2 separate regions of the Mus musculus genome follow, and region 2 is linked to region 1. Evidence: chromatin contacts called from public Hi-C data. All regions are on one chromosome and are shown on one strand. The core of a region is the stretch at or near the end of the contact, and the rest is flanking DNA. Distances in the headings are between cores, read along the strand shown.

Evidence for each region. A called contact is a pair of places that touch in the nucleus more often than the background predicts.
Region 2: a Hi-C map of adipose-derived mesenchymal stem cells shows a contact between it and region 1, with 2.0 times the contacts expected there. The contact joins two enhancer-like sites. A contact is called at or near these places in 6 of 484 Hi-C or Micro-C datasets (the N1E-115 cell line, adipose-derived mesenchymal stem cells, bone marrow-derived macrophages and 3 more) and 1 of 115 datasets of contacts at active chromatin or transcription factors (fibro-adipogenic progenitors).

The regions. Positions count from the first base shown.
Region 1 is chr7:74,375,471-74,378,170 of GRCm38.p6, reverse strand. All of the region lies in intron 2 of Slco3a1 (solute carrier organic anion transporter family, member 3a1), which reads left to right. Among named protein-coding and RNA genes, the nearest start is that of Slco3a1, 180 kb to the left of the region's middle. Within about 2 kb of position 1,295, at least 80 of the 459 cell types and tissues checked have an H3K27ac peak or open chromatin away from gene starts, as enhancers often do. A contact at or near this core is called in adipose-derived mesenchymal stem cells, where this site is marked.
Region 2 is chr7:74,989,143-74,991,842 of GRCm38.p6, reverse strand. No RefSeq gene overlaps it. Among named protein-coding and RNA genes, the nearest start is that of 4930533N22Rik, 40 kb to the left of the region's middle. Within about 2 kb of position 1,307, at least 2 of the 459 cell types and tissues checked have an H3K27ac peak or open chromatin away from gene starts, as enhancers often do. A contact at or near this core is called in adipose-derived mesenchymal stem cells, where this site is marked.

The DNA of each region.
Region 1 (2,700 bases), core at 46-2,545:
ACGGCGCTACTTACTCCATTCTGTTTTCCTGTTCAGAAAAAGGGAAGTGAGCTCCAAACCTAATTAAGATAGTGTTTAAGCCTTGGAACTAAACTCATTCACAAACCAATTGCACTGGGGCTCTGAGCCTTGTCTGGCCACCCCACGTTGTACGTGTGGTTCAAATTATGATCACTTATCATTAATTCTCTAGTTTAAGGACTGGAGAAGGCTTTTAAGAGTTGACTCCGCCGCTCCCCACGCTCGGTCGGATCACAAGGCTCCAGGCAGTTTGCAGTCAGCGCAGAGGCTCCATCCAGACTGAAGCATGTCTCAGAACACGCTCCTCTATAATTAACAGCTGCAGGCGCTTAGAATGTTCTGTCTGTGTGGCATCATCTGCCCTGTTCCTTGGCTGTCGGAGCTAGAAAGCTGGAGGATCCAGAGCCTCCTTTGAGTTCCCTATTCTCTGCCTTCCCCTCATTAGGGTTTGGACGTAGTGTATCTACACTTACTCGCCACGTCCCTCCTAACTGTGTAGCTGAGAAGACCCAGAACCTTCTGAGCCTCACCTGTCCCATCTGTATCGCACTGTATCTCCAACCTGCTTCGCATGGCAGTTCCTTGGAATCCAACCCTTACTTTAAGACTTATACTCAGAGTCAATCCTACTGGGTATTATTGAAACACAGTTATTGCAGAGGTCACAGATTACCGAGTCTATGCGCTGAATCAGGGGTTTTCCCTCAGGGACATTTCTACCCGCCTAGGGATAACGGGAAACCTCTGGGCAGTTTGGGTTATCAGGGCTTCAGGAAGAGAGTCCACCTAAGTACCTGAAATACCCAGGACAGCATCCTACCCAATCCAGGAATTACTTAGCTTTTGATAGCTGGGGCTCAGAGGTCCTGACCTAAGGAAACTAACCCAGATGTACATGCAGGTATTTTTGATGCAATGTGATAACAGTTTGAGAACTGGTGCATACAGAGGGCGGAGACTCTGTGGTTCTCAGTGAGGGGTCATCTCCCCTGTCCTTCGATCGATGCTGTACTGCAATATCTGAGGAAGAAGTCATTGGCACTCACAATTTTGTTTTGTGAGAGCAGTGTTATCCCATGCATACAGATCTGTCTAGTGATCCTGCAAGACCCAGTTCTCAGTTCCGATGCTTCCCCATCAACATCCACACCTAGATGAAAGGCTCCAGGTTAAAGGGACTCCAGGGTAGGAGCCCAGCCGGCTAGGGGAAGAGGCATCCCTCAACCATGAAAATTCCTTTGCGTTTGCCTTCGCTGCTGAGATCTGCTGGGGAAGTTATGAATGAGTCACTATGAATCATTGGGGAATGCCCTCCCCGGAGCGACTGTGCTGGAGAATCCACACAGAAATCTGTCGTGTCTTTTCCTGCCTCTCTCCCCAAAGACTGCAAATAAAGCCAGAAGTCGTTAACGTGACTAGAGCTATAACTTTATACTGTTAAAGTAAGAAAAGTAAAGAATGCTAAAAGCAGCCAAATAGGGTGGATTCTTGCTCAGATTCAAGAAGGGCAGAGTACAGTGAAGACTCAAGACATTGTGCTGTGTGGGCATGAGGCTCATTCAGAGCCAGCTGCTCTCCAAGCGTGTCATCCTCTGCCCCCAGCGAGGTGAAGGCAGAGTGGAAAGATCACATGGCCTTTGATTCACAAAACCAGAATTATCACACCACTGGCTTTCCTTGGCTTAGTGGTCTGCAAAGGGAGTTTTGGTGGTAACTCCCACCACTGTTTCGGGATACAGTAAGTTAAGGCCATGAAAGCTAAGCAACCATTCAGAATTAACATTAGGTGTCAGGGCATGAGAGCATCAGTGTGTCTTTCCTGTAAACAGGGCATCCTGCAGTATTTACAGCTGAAATGATGTCTGGGATGGGCACCAATATTCCACAGGATAAGAGGAGCAGGGGAAAGTGATAGGACAGTGAGCACCCATTGATGTTGGCTATGGATAGGGATGGGTATCTAGACATTCACTATGTAGTCTGTGCTGATTAGGGTTAGGGTCCCTCCCAGTCTGCCCACACATGGAGCTCTGCTCTCTGAGAACTCACCTCCCTACTCAGAGAGGGCCAACACAGAAATCTGGGAGTTAGGCATCCAACACTTCTAAACCATTTTCTGGGAACTGGCTAAGAACTGTGGAAAGGAACAAGCAAGCTGGGGGACTACTGAGGTGAAAGATGAGCTTAAGGCAGGGGGCCATTGCAATCAGTGTGTTAGACTGAGCGGGACCTGGAGGACCTGGTATTCATAGAGATGGAAGAGAGAAAAACAGCCCAACCCTAATGCTCTTGTCTGTCCCAGGCCCTTTGCCCCATCCCTGGGGTGTGAGACATAGGTGGAGTAGCTCTGATCTTGGGGCATCTCCCAGTCTTCTGGGCTACAGAAGAGGGAACACAGAGTCCTCTCAGTTGGAAGGGATTCAGAGGACAGGGCGGAGGACTTTGGAACTGGCGAAGTAAAGGCACTTACACACCCCCTTTAGCCTTTAACAAAACACAAGTCAGAGGCAGAGTGTGGCAGTAAAGTGCTGTACATCTCTGTAGCTCAGAAAAATGCCCCGTGGTGTGAGGTTACACAGGCTAAATGGCGGCTCCAAGTAGCCATCCTGATGGAAGTGTCTAGGGTGGCGTTGAGGGTCGCTGTGACTATTCCTTGGCTGCCTATGGGTTCTGTTTTGG
Region 2 (2,700 bases), core at 58-2,557, 610 kb before region 1:
GGGATTAAAGATACAAGTCACAACTGCCCTGCTTCAAACCATTCTTTAATATTCAGTAAACCGTGCTTTGTAAGTAGCTACATTTTTATTTCAGATGGGTGCTCTAATGGTAATAATAAAACAGGCACCCAGGTATTGATAATAGCTGCTTTGTTTTTATACTAAATAAGACATAGATATATTCATGGGAATGTGATAACTAATTTGTATATTGGTTCCTTTTTATTTTTATTTTTTCTTTTCTTTTTGAGATAATAATATAACCACTGTATCTTTTCCTTCCCTTTTCTTCTTCCAAACCTTCCCCTATAACCTTGTTCTCTCTCTTTTAAATTCATGGCCTCTTTTCATATTAATTGTTATTGCATGCACATATATATATACATGTAGATTCGTAAATATAGCCTGCCCTGTGCATAATGTTATTCATGTGCTTGTTATCAGGAGTGATCACTGGAGTGCTCTTCCCTGGGAAAGACTATTTCTTCCACTCCAGCACTCCATGCTTGCTTGTAGTTCTTCTTGTAGAATCAAGGCCATGGCACTTTCTTTCACCTACTTTTGCATATCTATTGTCCTCATTTAGGTCACATTTAGGAATTCATGCTGGTGAGAATTTTGGGGGTAGCTTTTGACCTACCAGGAAACACAATCTCACAGTACATTCCCTAGTCCTCTGGGTCTTGCAATTGTTGATCCTTTTTATTTCTATAAAGATAAATCTTTTATTTTAATGGAAGTATAATAAAACCCATATGTATTTTTTGCATGTAGAACTAGTAATAGATGATCACTATATGTTGTGTATGCATATGTCGACCTATGCAGATTCCTTCCATTCTCCTAGTGTGTGCTTCATAGATGAATCAGTGTGTGATTGCATCAGTTCTCTTGCACAGGGTACTTAAACTGAATCATCATGAAAGCTGCGGTCCTGAAGCTACTTGGAGTCATGTAATGGAACAAGTCATATTGACATTCTGGTGATCCTCAGAAGGTGTAAAGGCTTGATCTCTTGGGGAAAAGGTTTTCCCGTCATGTGGGACAGGAGCCACAATGTTTTTACAGAACCTTAACACCTTCTTCACCAGGATACTGCATACATTCTGAGTACACCCTCTGAGATACTAGATAATAAGAAAAAAATATCACTCATATCAAACAGGGTGTCCCAACATGCACACACCTGAAAGGCATGAAAGAGTCATTTGTGGGGGTCTCCAAGTATCTGTCACTTGTAGGCTTATGGGTAGCACTCTGCTCTCTGCCTCTGAGCTTAACTCATTTATACACACTTCCACAAACAAGGCCAACCTTGGAGAAGCCCACTGTCCTGGTCGTGGACATAGGTATCTCTGTGTATCATTCAGTCCTGATCACTGGAGCTGGAACTTCCCCTTCCACAGCTAGTTTCCATGCCAGCCTGTACATTATGTTCTTCCCAGTAAAACTCTTTTGCAAGTCAGTTCACAGCAGTTTCCCGTTGGCCAGAATCCAAACCTTTAGCAACAAGAAAGCCAGAGTTTCTACCACAATCTAGTCTAGGATCTGAATACCTTATGAATTTCTACCATGTGCAATGCTCTCTTAAAAGCAACAGCTCTGTTTCTCCAAAGGTCATAAACTGGTGATTACATAAATGGTTTTTACCAGAGCAAGAGAGAGGAGAAATACCCTTTATTCAGTTGGTATATGCTAGCTGGACACACAGCCAGATATTCCTCAGTATGCTTTTCTGAGATTGAAAAGTACTTGCTCAGGCTAGAGATTTGAGGCTTCAAGGAGTTAGGTGACACATCAGGTTTTGGGACTAGTGATGGTTAATCTTTTTTAGATCTGGAAATATACCTTTAGGTGCAAACGGGTAACTGCAGGGGTAAGGTCCTCCCCTAGAGTGGGTAGCTCTTCCCACTGGTGAAGCCTCGTTAGAAAGAAGTCTAAGGAAAACGGTGTTGCCCTTTCCTGCTTGCCTCCACTCCTTGCCTACGGGTGCATCTATGCTTTTGATGCATTCATCTTTTCCTAACTATAAAATGCTGCCTCTTTAGCTTTCCACTCTGGACTAAAGATCAGTAGCTGTCCAGGAATCCTCTAGACCTTCAGTGCCAGATTGGAGCTGGTAATGAATTTAGCTTTGTGGAATGAGCAGCCACTGGGTTCTCAGTCTCTCCAGCATATAAGTGACTGTTGGATTGTCCAGGCTGTATCTTGTGAGCCAAATGACTAATTCCCTTTGCAACACATATTCATTCTATAAGTTTGTTTGTTCTTTTAGGGAATGTGGATTGGCGCAGACCTGGAACGTAAATCCCCATGTGTTTTGTGCCTGCCTCTGATGACCGTTTTCAGCTCTCCTAGTCCTGTGCGTTTGATCTCCAGATCTAGCACATTTCTCTTACACCAGCAGCTTCTCTGTTCCAAACAAACAGTAACACTCTTCCTTCTCTCCTGCAGTCACATCTAGCTGAGTCTCTAACAATAAGTGCTTAGGGTTGTGAAAATTTGGTCTATTTTTGTGTGATGTGAAGAGCAGTGGTTTACTGGCTCTCAAAATGTACAGACTCTCTTTATTTTAATAATAATAAATATTTTACTTTAATGGATGTATAATAAAACTCATATGTATTTTTTGCATACAGAACTAGTAATATATGATAGTTATATGTTGTGTATTCATATGTCAACTTATGCAGATTCCTT